2 separate regions of the Mus musculus genome follow, and region 2 is linked to region 1. The links are chromatin contacts, called in public HiChIP or PLAC-seq maps. All regions are on one chromosome and are shown on one strand. The core of a region is the stretch at or near the end of the contact, and the rest is flanking DNA. Distances in the headings are between cores, read along the strand shown. Region 1 overlaps Gm45968 (a long non-coding RNA gene). Region 2 overlaps Nxpe3 (neurexophilin and PC-esterase domain family, member 3).

Region 1 (6,087 bases), core at 2,235-4,734:
AGGTAAGATCCACCAAAAGAAGTTAAAATTAATGGGCAAAAGTTTAAGCAGAAATAGTATATTTGTATATCTATAATTATCTTCCTTAAAGTGTTGAGTAATAAGCAAGAAAATGGAAAATTGATGGTGGAGACTCTGACAGATATTATCTTCATGAAGCTATCAAAACATCACCAATAATATGCATAGAAACTATATATATCCTGGTATGAAAGATTGAAAAGGGTTCATACATCCACAGTGTACTGTGAAATACAAGATAATCTCATATTAGTCATGATAAGAAGAGCATCTCCCACGAAGACAACTGGTGCTTTGGAAAGTGTCAAAATCATGAAAGACAAAGAAAAATGAAAGATGTTTAACAAATTAGCTGCAAAAGAGGAAAAACCCAGTTATTATTTTACTACTTACATACATCCAATACTTACAACCCAACATAAAACAACAGATGTGAGAGCAGTTCCCTGTAGAACAGGCAGTTCTCCAATGGGCCCTAACTACAATTCCGATAGAACTTACCTGAACCCAGAATTGGCTCCCACGGGTTAAACATTTAGTCATAGACTATCACCCCGGCATCCGACAGCAACTGAAAGGTGTAAGCTGTTTCTTATACCTGTGATAAATCAGGGTATCAGTGACTCCCTTCTTGGATTCAATTGCTTTGCTAAGATAGCTCTCATGGCTTAGGAAAACACTTGCTCTAATTTTTATATTGACATGGAATATAATGAAGGATACAGAGGGATAGCCAAATGGAAAGGTGCACATGACAGATGTGTATGAGGAGGCGGTGAGCATTTATGTCTCCCCAGCTGTGCCACAGTCCAGGTACCTGATCGGCATTCTGAAGGTTCTCCTAACTCTCTCACTTGGAGGTCTTGTGGAAGCTTTGTTATGAGAGTATGGTTAACTGCATCACTGATCTTTGGTGATCACCTCACTCTTCAGCCTTTCTCCCCCTCTATCTCCACAGAGGCTGGGGGGTGAGTGCAGGTGAAAGTCCCACCCTTCTAGCTACAAGGCTAATTCTCTGGAACCTGGTTACTATGCAGCAACACACCAAGAAACACCTCATTAGAACAAAAAGTGTGTCTGTCACCAAGGAAATCCCAAGGAACTTTTCCCAAGGGATGTGTAAGTCATATGTTCCAAACACTAAGGAATCTATAACAGTCTTAGAATGACTTCATGCTCTTGTACATGGGTCTTACTTTCACACCTTTAAGGTGTGTGTGTGTGTGTGTGTGTGTGTGTGTGTGTGTGTGTGTTTAACTTTGAGTACCTGTAGAAGCCAGGAAACCAGAGAAGGGCCACTGGATTGGGGACTGTCATAAGGCAGGGGATAGCAAGCATAAGTGACATGAAAACAGAGAGAATAGTCGGAGCAGGAAGTTTAAGCAGGGATGGGAAGGCAATGGGCCTGCAAACAACTGGGCATGTCAACAGTCAGCCACTGAAGCTCAGGAGGCAAGACTCCTCCCTACTGACCCACTGCTAGATTACTAGGGCAAAGGCAGGCATCATCTTCATCATCTATGGCTGCATATCCATCCATGAAAGCACAAGGCTCCACTCATGGTCACACAGATCAATAATCTCAGTGGGCCTCAAACTAAAACAGAAAAATACATGGATGTGGGAAAGAGGAGAGCGTTAATAAGAGTGACAGAGATGAGAGAGGATGGGGTTACATTAATCAGAATTCATCAGACTCATGTATGAAACACACCAAAACTATGTTTCAATAAAAAGTCTGAGGGGTTATCTGTCAGCAACTGGAATCAAAGACCAAATATTACAAGACTCTCTTGGTACCCTAATCTATACGAATCTGTGAAATACTGGCACACACAATGCGGGGAGCAACCACCCAATCTCTGGTTGGATTTAAGAGACACTCCATAAGATGGAACCCATTCCTGACACCGCTCAGGTGGCCAAGAACCTGAGACCAGATAGGTCAGGGACCCTGAAGAAAACCACATTCTATTGTTCTGCTAAAGGAACATAATGACAATAGTAGCAATAAAATGGCTGTTAATAACATCCTGCTGTGCTCATAAATCACAGTGTTCTGCTCAGCCATCACCAGCAAAGCGTCCTCATGCAGTAGATGGGAACACATGCAGAGGCTCACAGGCAGGCCATGTGCACAGTGTGAGAGAGCTCGGAACGTTCAGTACTAAACAGGATGTTTCATCAAATCCCTCCCCTCAGGGCTCAGGAAATTGTGTGAAAGAGGCCAGAGGGAATAGATGACCCTAAGAAAACCAGATACAGCGGGACTGGTGCACTTAGGAACTCAGAGAGACCTGTAGCAACACACATACACACACAGGGCCTGCATATGCCCAAACAAGATGGGGTCTCAGTACTGAGAGGTGAATGTGACCATAAGCTTTCATCCCCAAACAAGAACCAATCTCCAACTGACAGCTGCTCACAAAGGAAAAGTTACTTTCTCCAAGGGAGTATTTGCTGCGTGTTGCTCAACCCACACTTAAAGGCAAGCCCCATGCTCAGCTGTAGATGGCCATCATAAACTAAACTCATTTTATTTTCTCTTACTGCTTTATTTGGGCTTTTGTTTTTGTCTACCTTACTGGTCTTTTGTTTGTATATTATTGTTTCTGGTCTCATGGGGTTTGTGGGTTTTATGTGTGTGTGTGTGTGTGTGTGTGTGTGTGTGTGTGTGTGTGTGTGTGTGTGTGTATGTATGTTTCTTGTGTCTTTTCTTTCTTTTTGTTTATTTCGTATTATTCTTTTCCCCTTTGTCCATTTGTCTTCTAGAGAGAAAGAGAGATAGAGAGAGACAGAGACACACAGAGAAAGAGAGAGAGAGAGAAAGAGAGAGAGAGAGAGAGATAAAGAGAAGGCATGGATTTTGAAGTACGTGAAGTGAGGAAGATCTGGAAAAAAGATGTGCAGGGGAAGCTGTGATCAGAATATATTTCAAGGAAAAATATTTTCAGTTAAGAATATATTAAAAATCCACAGTTATACCAGGAAATAAGCATATATATATATATATATATATATATATATATATATATATTCACAAAAAGTATCATTCATCAGCCTATAGACAAATTCAGAAAAGCTACTGAAATTCAAATAAATGAAATAATTAGTAGTGTTTCAATTTTAAGGTAAACATATTAACTTTTATCATTCTTGCATTGTTAGGTGCTATCGGGGTTGAGGGAGTTGAATCAAGGATAGAGAGGAAATTAATGCACTACTTTTTAAACCCTTCCGTACATTTAGAATGGTCTCAAAATGAAGTTTTGGGCATGATAATCACATCTTGGAACTGCTAGGACAGGAAGAATAAAATACTGACTACAATTAGCTCACACCAGCCATTGGAAAAATGTCTGCAGAGAGAGGCAGACGTGATCTCACACCCAGAGACCCTAAAGGGAAGGTGACTCAAGGGGGAACAGTGGACAGCTATGGAAGCAGCACACCATCTGAGGGCAGTGACTCAACTTCCGGTGAGTCACCTTCCGGCCCCTTCCTACCCCACAGCCGTCAGTTATACAGTCTTATCGGTCTGAAATGTGGGCTCTGCTTCTCTGCAGCACCCTGGCTCCTGTTCATCCACTTGATGAATCGTTTCTCCTGCAGGAGCCTTCTGGGGTCTAACATGTCTGAAACAGATCATTTTCTTAAAGAAGGATTCCAGTCCTTTACCTCCTCTCTTCCAGAACCTTCCACCTTGTTTTACTTAGACTACATCAAAATTCCTTAGGGTAGCATGCAAGATACCTTACTGATACTGAGCCACTCCTTAGCGCCAGCCTTATCGCATCTCACGTCTCTAAACAGCCAGATTCCTGCCTCAGCTTCCGGAACTCTCATGAATTCCAGAGCAGATCTTCTCCTGACCTCTGTCCCACCAAGTCATTCTACCACATTAGCACCTTTCTCTGCAATGCAAACTCCATATTTTCTGTTTTTAACAGACTTCCCTGGTTGTTCCAGAGAATTCCTACTCCTACTCTGTCCGTCAGGGTCTGCAAGGATAATTAGCACTCTCCCTCCGTATATTCCTCTGCACATGGCTTTTGGAACATAAGTCATGAGACCCATTCTCTTGATAGTGTGTAAATCCTTTAATGGCAAAAGTGGTATTTAATTCATCTGAGAATTCTCAGCCCCGGCTCTAGACCTGGCTCTTAGGGGTCAGCCACCACTCGTGGTAAGTTTGAAGTCAATGAAAACGTACTCAGATGTGATGTTTCCCAGAGCTGCAAAAGGAGCCATTGTGAAAGAAGACACACGGCCACGCATGTTCCTATTGAATTCAACTTTTCAAATTGCACAAAATACTGGAGAGGAAAAAAAAGCCAGTGATTCTAGGTAAACACTCGGGAGTACCAGTGCCCAGGCTGGCAATTCAAATGCTTACAGAGAAGCCGAAGCAGCTCCAAACAAAGGTTGCTATTAGCAACAGAAAATGCAGCTAGCAACATCAGCTTCAGGAAGAAAAAGTAGGCAAAGATCGGGCTCTAAGAAAGATGGCCATAATGCCAAGGATGAAATATGCAGTACAAAATTGTCTAGCATTCATTTTGCTTTATATTTTTTCCATCAAGGAAAAGAATGTTCACAATATAAGATTCAGATAAACATTGTTAGAGAAAATGAAACCAGTTTGCTTTGAAAAGAAAAAAATTATGTCACCAGTTTCGATTATCCCGGGGTATGAAAATAACTTGATATAAACTGCTTACAAGAAATTACTGTCATCCATGGATCACAGATTATAAAGGATGAAATTGTAGAGAAGTCTGGAGATTAAAAACTTTCCATTAAAAAACAGAAACAAACAACAACAACAAACCCAGACTGAGCTGTTATTAGGAGAGCAACCCTGGGCATCTGGGAATGGTAAGTCTCTTAAACTAATATTGAACTCCCACTAGACTACATGAGTAATCTTATTCTTTAAAATTGTCACACCACAAGAACACGGTCCACAGAATCAACTAACCAGGGCACATAAGAGCTCACAGAGAATGAACTAACCTATATAGGTCTGACCTAGGTCCTCTGCATGTATGTTATGGTTGTGTAGCTTGGTGTTCTAGTGGGACTCCTAACAGTGGGAGCAGGGCTCTCTCTGACTCTTTTGCCTGCTTTTGGGAACCTTTTCCACTGGGTTGCCTTGTACAGTCTTAATATGAGAGCTTGTGTCTAGTCTTATAACTTGTGTTGTGACTGGGTGATATCCCAGAGAGGCCTGCTCTTTTCCGAAGGGAAATGAAGGAGTGAATCTTGGGGAGAGGGAAGAATGTGGGGAGGGACTAGAAGGAAAGAAGGCAGGGGAAACTGTGGTCAAGATGTAATATATAAGAAAAGAATAAGATAAAAAAAGAATAATAAAGAAAAAGTGTTGTCATATACTGTAAATCTTCATTGCCCAATATAGCAGCCACTATTGACACCTCATTATTCAAAATTATATGATTTATTTTTATTTTAAAACCATTATTGAGTTGTACCAGGCTTATTTTCACCACTCATTACACACACACACACACACACACACACACACACACACACCCTCTACTGTTTATGATAGTGAATAGTTCAGAAAACAGACCATTTTCATCATTATAAAAAGTTCCATATATCAATGTTGTTAAATAAAAAGTAATCATTAGAAACCAATAAAATTCACTGAGATTATTATATAAAACTAATAAAACTTCTATCCACTGGAAAGGCTAGTATATCTTTATGGATAGGAAAATTTTTGGTATAGACTTTAGCAAAATATCCAACAGCTGTTTCATGAATTTCTTATCAAAATGAAGAAAAGTGAGCAGACTATACTATGTAACTGTATAAACAATTATCTAAGTGGTATTGACTGGTGGAAACACATATTTGGAATCAGTAATCTACAGACTAGTAAACTAACTCCAAAATTTTTTTCACCGACCTTCTCCTCAGTAGTTTTTTATCACTAATATACCTGCTAAATAAAAGAAAGAGTTGCTGAGTTTCTAAATAATTAAGTGTGAGATTATTTTCTAGCTCTCTGAAAGTCAGTTTGGTAAGATACATAAA
Region 2 (6,265 bases), core at 378-2,877, 310 kb after region 1:
CCTGGCCCACAGAAAGTGGTACTATTAGAAGGCTCATGTGTTTCAATGCCTGGCCCACAGAAAGTGGTACTATTAGAAGGTGTGGCTGTTTTGGAGTAGGTGTGGCTTCCTTGTAAGTTGTTATAGTAAGTGAGGTCTCTCAGGCCCAAGCTACCCAGGGCAATACGCAGTCTCCTGGGCCTGTTGTTCAAGATGTAGAACTCTCAGCTCCTTTTCCTGTATCACATCTGCCATGCTCCCTGCCTGCCATGATGATAATGGACTAAACCTCTGAAACTGTAAGCCAGCCCCAATTAAATATTTTCCTTATAGGAATTACTGTGGTCGAAGTGGAGGCTCACAGTCAGCTATTGGATGGAACACAGGGCCCCCAATGGAGGAGGTAGAGAAAGTACCCAAGGAGCTAAAGGGATCTGCAACCCTATAGGTGGAACAACAATATGAACTAACCAGTACCCCCCAGGAGCTCGTGTCTCTAGCTGCATATATATCAGAAGATGGCCTAGTCGGCCATCAGTGGAAAGAGTGCCCCATTGGTCATGCAAACTTTATATGCCTCAGTACAGGGGACCGCCAGGGCCAAGAAGTGGGAGTGGGGTGGGGGGAGCGTGGGGGGGACTTTTGGGATAGCATTGGAAATGTAAATGAAGAAAATACCTAATAAAAATAATAAAAAATTTTTAAAAAGAATTACTGTGGTCATGGACTCTCTTCATGGGAATAAAATCCTAAAAGACAGTATAGAATATGATCCCTTTGTAAATATTTTAAAACCTAAACAAGGCTTTGAGCCCAGGACAAAAGATGAACGTGAATACAAACACACTCAGGGCACTTAAGGTAGCTCAAAACAATATGCCCAAAGACCTTTAAGATTGGTTCTTTTTCTTAGATACCTTCCTACAAAGGTCTACTACTTTAACAGTGTGAACGGCTATGAAATGAAAATTAATCACTGGGTTTCCATAAAATGGAAGCTACCTCAAATACTTTCTCAAGCAAACATCCCAGGTAGAGAGTTTTATAATGATCCTACCACAACCTACAATGTGCTATTAGCCCACTGCTCCCGGGACTGCATATAAGGATGGGCATTATTTTTTCTTTCTGTAGCAACAGGTTTTTCCGATCACTCTTGTCTCTGATAGTGGGATTTGGTGTTAGGGATATCTCTGAATGTTTCACTATTCAATTCTCTCTCTCTATCCCTTTTATCCCACTACCTCCCACATGGAGCTTGGTCAAATTATAATGCTTTCCTTTGCTCCCTTCTTTCCTCTCCCTCCTCCTCCTGCTCCTCCTCCTCCTCCTTCTTCACGGGAGCTGCATCAGATAGACTGACAGACACAACTCCAGAGAGGGCCAACTGGATAATCTTCACGTGTAAGTTCATAGAAACGAAACAATCTGCTCTTACTCACTAAAAATAGCAATCTTTGCATCTAGATGCAAGATTTAAAATATGTAAATACAGTACACATAAATTTTAAAAATAAATTTAATTTAAATAATTAAAAGAAATAAAACTAAAACCCTTGGAGCTTGGCAAGACTGCACACCTGTAACATTGATCATTTACTAGGCTGGGTTGGCAAGATGGGCTTTCTGCCAGTCTCTATTTATATAGTGAGACTCGGTCTTAAAAATAAATAAATAAAGTAAATATAAATAAAAGTTTAGATTTGTGTGTGTGGTGTTGTTGTTGTTGTTGTTGTTTTTCCTTTAGTTTCATTTTCAGTTTTTATTCAGCAATACAAAATACTGGCCTTCTAGAGAACGATCCAGTAAATACATTGAATGTGCTCCCTCTGCTGGCCCGATGAATAAATGCATGGGGCGAGTTCACTGGCATAGTGACACCTTGTGGTAGAATGACGGGGCCACAAGCTAACTTGTGGAAAAAAGAAAATCAGTTTGAAAAATTTGAGACGCTCCTATACTGCTTCAACATGATATTTCTCCTACCAAAATGAGTGACCATAAAATGTTAACACTTCAGGATTTCTAATTTAACTCAACAAAAATGGCTCTCTACCACAGTCTTACAAGTAAGCATTTCATATGGAAATAAAAATATTTATAGGGGAAGATCCAGAAGGGGGTGAGGAAGAAGAAAGAATATATCAACAAAACATTTTGGATTGAAAAATTTAGATTTTCAATTTAAAAAAGAAAATATTTACAAAGGCTGCAGGGATGGCTCCGTGGTTAAGGACACTTGTTGCTGTTACAGAGGACCTGGTTTGATACCCAGCATCCACAGGGTAGTTCACAACCATCCGTGAGCCTCTCCACGGATCTCATGCCCTCTTCTGACCTTTGTGAGCACCAGGCATGTACATGGAACACATGCATACATGCAGGCAAAACGTCCTACACAAAAAAAACAGGTCCCTAAAAACATTTTATATATTCTTTCTAAATAATTGTGCTTTTTGACCAGGTAGTTTTATGTCATTTCTTCTTTGATTTTTTTTTTTTTTTTGGTCACTTAGTAATTATAAACACTTATAAGACACAATAAGAAATTGGCTAATCATCGCAAATTTACCACTTGCTCATGATGGAAACATTCAAAATTCACCCTACTTATTTTTTTTTTACGTATTCAATTAGCTATTGTAAGCCCTAGTTCTCTTGCTACAACAGAACAGAAGCAATAACTTCTTCTATCCAACTTCTTCTATCCCCACTTTCTTATCCCTAAAGTGAAGAAAACACAGATTTCAACTCAGACGGAGTCTATGCTTTCATTCTGCCCATTACCCATATGCAGACATTGTGCTGGAAATGATCTATGTTCATGTTCAACACAGATATCTCGGCAAGAATCCTGTAACCCTTTCAACAGCCGTTAAATAGGAGGTTCGCTTGGTTCTCATGCTTGGTCAGTTAACAGTATACTGTCAAACCCATAGTCTTACTATACATAAACATTTTTAGTATTTAAAAGCTGATATCTCTCTCTCTCTCTCTCTCTCTCTCTCTCTCTCTCTCTCTCTCCAAAATTTTAGCATCACACAATCCTCAGGCACCAGTGACAGGACTTCAAAGACCTCATTTCTGGAGTCGGGGGGCGGGCGTTGGATACACAGACGCCATAGCGGGGGCGAGGATGATGGGATCCGAGAACTACTTTTTGAGAGTTGGTCTTTGCCTTGGGGCCTCTCTTGTTTCGGCTATCCGCATTCTCCGGGCCGGCTGGTCTGTAAGCTTCTAGATCCTTCTCAGCTTTCTGCCTCCCATCTTGCCACAGGAGTACTGGGCATATGGACGTGTGCTGCGGCAGGCTTTTTACATGGATGCAAAGGATTAAACTCGGCTGTCAGACTTGCACAGCCAGCGTATACTGAGCCATCTCCTGCTACTCTAGGACCTTTTTTTTTTTAACCGTTTGTGTGCATAAATAGTCTCGCTTATGCAGCAATAAACATGGTAGCATCTCTAACATAAAACATAGCTGATGGCTCCCAATGGAGGAGCTAGAGAAAGAACCCAAGGAGCTAAAGGGATCTGCAACCCTATAGGTGGAACAACATTATGAACTAACCAGTACCCCGGAGCTCTTGACTCTAGCTGCATATGTATCAAAAGATGGCCTAGTCAGCCATCACTGGAAAGAGAGGCCCATTGGAAACGCAAACTTTGTATGCCCCAGTACAGGGGAACGCCAGGGCCAAAAAGGGGGAGTGGGTGGGTAGGGGAGTGGGGGTGGGTGGGTATGGGGGACTTTTGGTATAGCATTGGAAATGTAAATGAGCTAAATACCTAATAAAAAATGGAAAAAAAAAAACATAGCTGAATAAGAACCAAAAAAAAAAAAAAAAAGGGTAAAAAGGTCTTTTAATTAAGTTGAACAAGCACCAATTTTCACTTTTAAAACAGTAAGCAAAAGTACAAACCTGCTTGTTGTCTTACTCAACACCTCTTCTGAACGGGGCCAAGGTTCAAACAGACAAGAAATGAATACTTACAGGAGGTTCCTAAATGTGGCTGAGACAGTGGGGAGGATCATTACCCGCCAGAAGGCCTCGTACCTCTGAAAGAGAGCACTTTCGGCAGCTGTGAGAAGGCCCTTCGTGTATCCGCCCTTGAAGTGGTTGATTCTGCTGCTGCAGGGGAGTTTCTTTGGTTTGAAGCAGAACCAGGGCTCTCCGGTGGACAGATCCGTAAAGTTGCACAAGGGAAGACTTCCAGGAAGACACACATTGCACTTCATTGTTTCAGAAATCCTTCCCGATCGGAAGAGACTCTTGAAATAGACCCTGTCTGGTTTCTCTTCCTGCAGGCGCTGAAGGACTCTGATCCCTTCACTGGGGTGAACCAGAGATACGGACACTCTGACTCTGCCTGGCCAGAGCAAAGTAAAAAACACCTTGTAAAATCCATTCTGGTAGTCTACCACGCGGCCCACGGCGCCGGCCTGCAGCTTAGGCGAGTGTATTCTGGCCTGCAGGTAATCTCCGCCATACTTCTTGGGCTTCCCTCGAAAATCCTGCACATGAACCAGCACCTCCAGCCGGCTCCCCACCCTGAAGAAGGTTGCAGAGTTCAAGATGACGAAGTAGCTGGAGGAAGGGTCCGTGCTCCTCACAAATGGGACCAGATCCACGTCAGGCACCTTCCACTTGGAGGCAGCAAGCAAGGCATCCTCCTCTAAGCGTTCCTGACTAGACAGGGTCTGGTGCTCATAGCCGCAGTACGCATTCCGACTGAAGCCTGTAGCCTGCGAGGAAACATACTGTCCGCTGCTGTCGATGAACGTCTCTGACAGCGTCTCATGGTCCAAGTACTAAAGAGAAAGACAACAGAAAGCACTACTACAATGCTACAATATTAGGCAAACGCATCTCTGCTTCAGGTTAAATTTGTATAAAATCAACCAATTAGACACTGCTTCAACAACCACAGCCTGCAAGTTTCACAGTGATTGTAACAAAATAAGATTAACGACAATTCATAGAATGGTCTCTATAGTTTCAGAAATATTACCTGTAGTAGCTGTATGTGGGTTCCTACTGTAAATTATCAGAGAAAAACTTCCTTGAGCTTCTACCATGGAATGGAGAAAAGAACTTTTTTTTTTTTTTTTTTTTTTTTTGGTTTTTTCGAGACAGGGTTTCTCTGTATAGCCCTGGCTGTCCTGGCTGTCCTCGAACTCAGAAATCCGCCTGCCTCTGCCTCCCAAGTGCTGAGATTAAAGGCGTGTGCCACCATGCCCAGCAAGAACCATTATTTTTTTTTTAATAATGTAGGTTTGTATTAATCAGATAAGAAATGAGTTTTCCAAACCCTAAACCTACCTGGGAAAGGTAAAACCTCTACCTCCAGCCTGTCCCAGGGATGAGAACCAACAAGCACTAAAGAAGCCCACACCAGGGGCAACGTGCTCACCAAAGGACTCAGCTAAATGCAGACTAGCTATGCTCCTCCCCACACACGCTACCAACTGTCCTGCAAGCCCTCAGAGCACGGCTCCTGTCACCAAGCTCATCATGTCTACAATTCAAGGACAAATTGCAAGACAAATTACATTTTTTTAGAATTACAAAAAAAAAATAAAAATCAGAATTTGAAGAGCGGCAACCTCAGATCCAACGGGAATGCTAGACTTCTCAGCCTGGAGCTTTTTAAAGCAACGGTGAATGCATAGTGCTCGCCTCGAATGCACAAGGCCCTCACTACGATGCTTAGCAACACAAAAGCCCAAAACAATAAAATAAAAATTTTAATTAAGCAACTAAGTCTCAGGCCAATGCCTCGGTTGGCCACACTGACCCATGGATACACATGCAGTGGCTCCTGAGGCTTTGCGAGGCTCTGGGGACCTGCAGCAATGGGTAAAATGTGTCACGTCGGCATCTCAGGCTCTGACCACAGAGGCCTGCAGCTGCTGTAAAATGGGATTACAAAAGTGGATGGTGCTCCCTGCTGCTCCCTCCAGATGCCCAAGGCTCTGCTTCTGCACAGAGGCAAGCAAGGCTCCGGGTAAGATCGGAAGTCAACGGTAGACAATGGGACTGGTGTGAATGTAGAAGAAGCTTGTGAGAGCTACACATTAGGGCAATCCATGATAGTGGGGTTGAGGGTCAAGGTGCTTGCCACCAAGCCTGATGAAGTGAGCTCAATCCTCAGAACCTACATGGTGGAAGAAGAAACCCACTTCCTGCAAGCTGTGCACGGTGGCCAGCACACTCACACGAATATACAAAATAAAGAAATGAACTTTTTAAAAACGGGGTGCTAATCATATAATAATATCCAG

What was found. HiChIP or PLAC-seq counts read pairs in DNA pulled down with a chosen protein or histone mark.
Region 2: a contact with region 1 is called in an H3K4me3 HiChIP or PLAC-seq map of bone marrow-derived macrophages, with 4 times the contacts expected there. The contact joins two enhancer-like sites. A contact is called at or near these places in 3 of 15 datasets of contacts at CTCF or cohesin (CD8 T cells, large pre-B cells and pro-B cells), 4 of 484 Hi-C or Micro-C datasets (bone marrow-derived macrophages, female germline stem cells, nephron progenitors and 1 more), 8 of 115 datasets of contacts at active chromatin or transcription factors (the 230-238 cell line, CD8 T cells, the HPC-7 cell line and 5 more) and 1 of 9 other capture datasets (embryonic stem cells).

Annotation. Positions count from the first base shown.
Region 1 is chr16:55,551,892-55,557,978 of GRCm38.p6, forward strand. The region is part of intron 1 of Gm45968 (a long non-coding RNA gene); the gene reads right to left. Among named protein-coding and RNA genes, the nearest start is that of Gm45968, 28 kb to the right of the region's middle. Within about 2 kb of position 3,485, at least 143 of the 459 cell types and tissues checked have an H3K27ac peak or open chromatin away from gene starts, as enhancers often do. A contact at or near this core is called in bone marrow-derived macrophages, where this site is marked.
Region 2 is chr16:55,861,759-55,868,023 of GRCm38.p6, forward strand. Nxpe3 (neurexophilin and PC-esterase domain family, member 3) reads right to left here. Exons shown (of 6, transcript NM_001134457.1): 3 at 4,038-4,792. Among named protein-coding and RNA genes, the nearest start is that of Nxpe3, 30 kb to the right of the region's middle. Within about 2 kb of position 1,628, at least 9 of the 459 cell types and tissues checked have an H3K27ac peak or open chromatin away from gene starts, as enhancers often do. A contact at or near this core is called in bone marrow-derived macrophages, where this site is marked.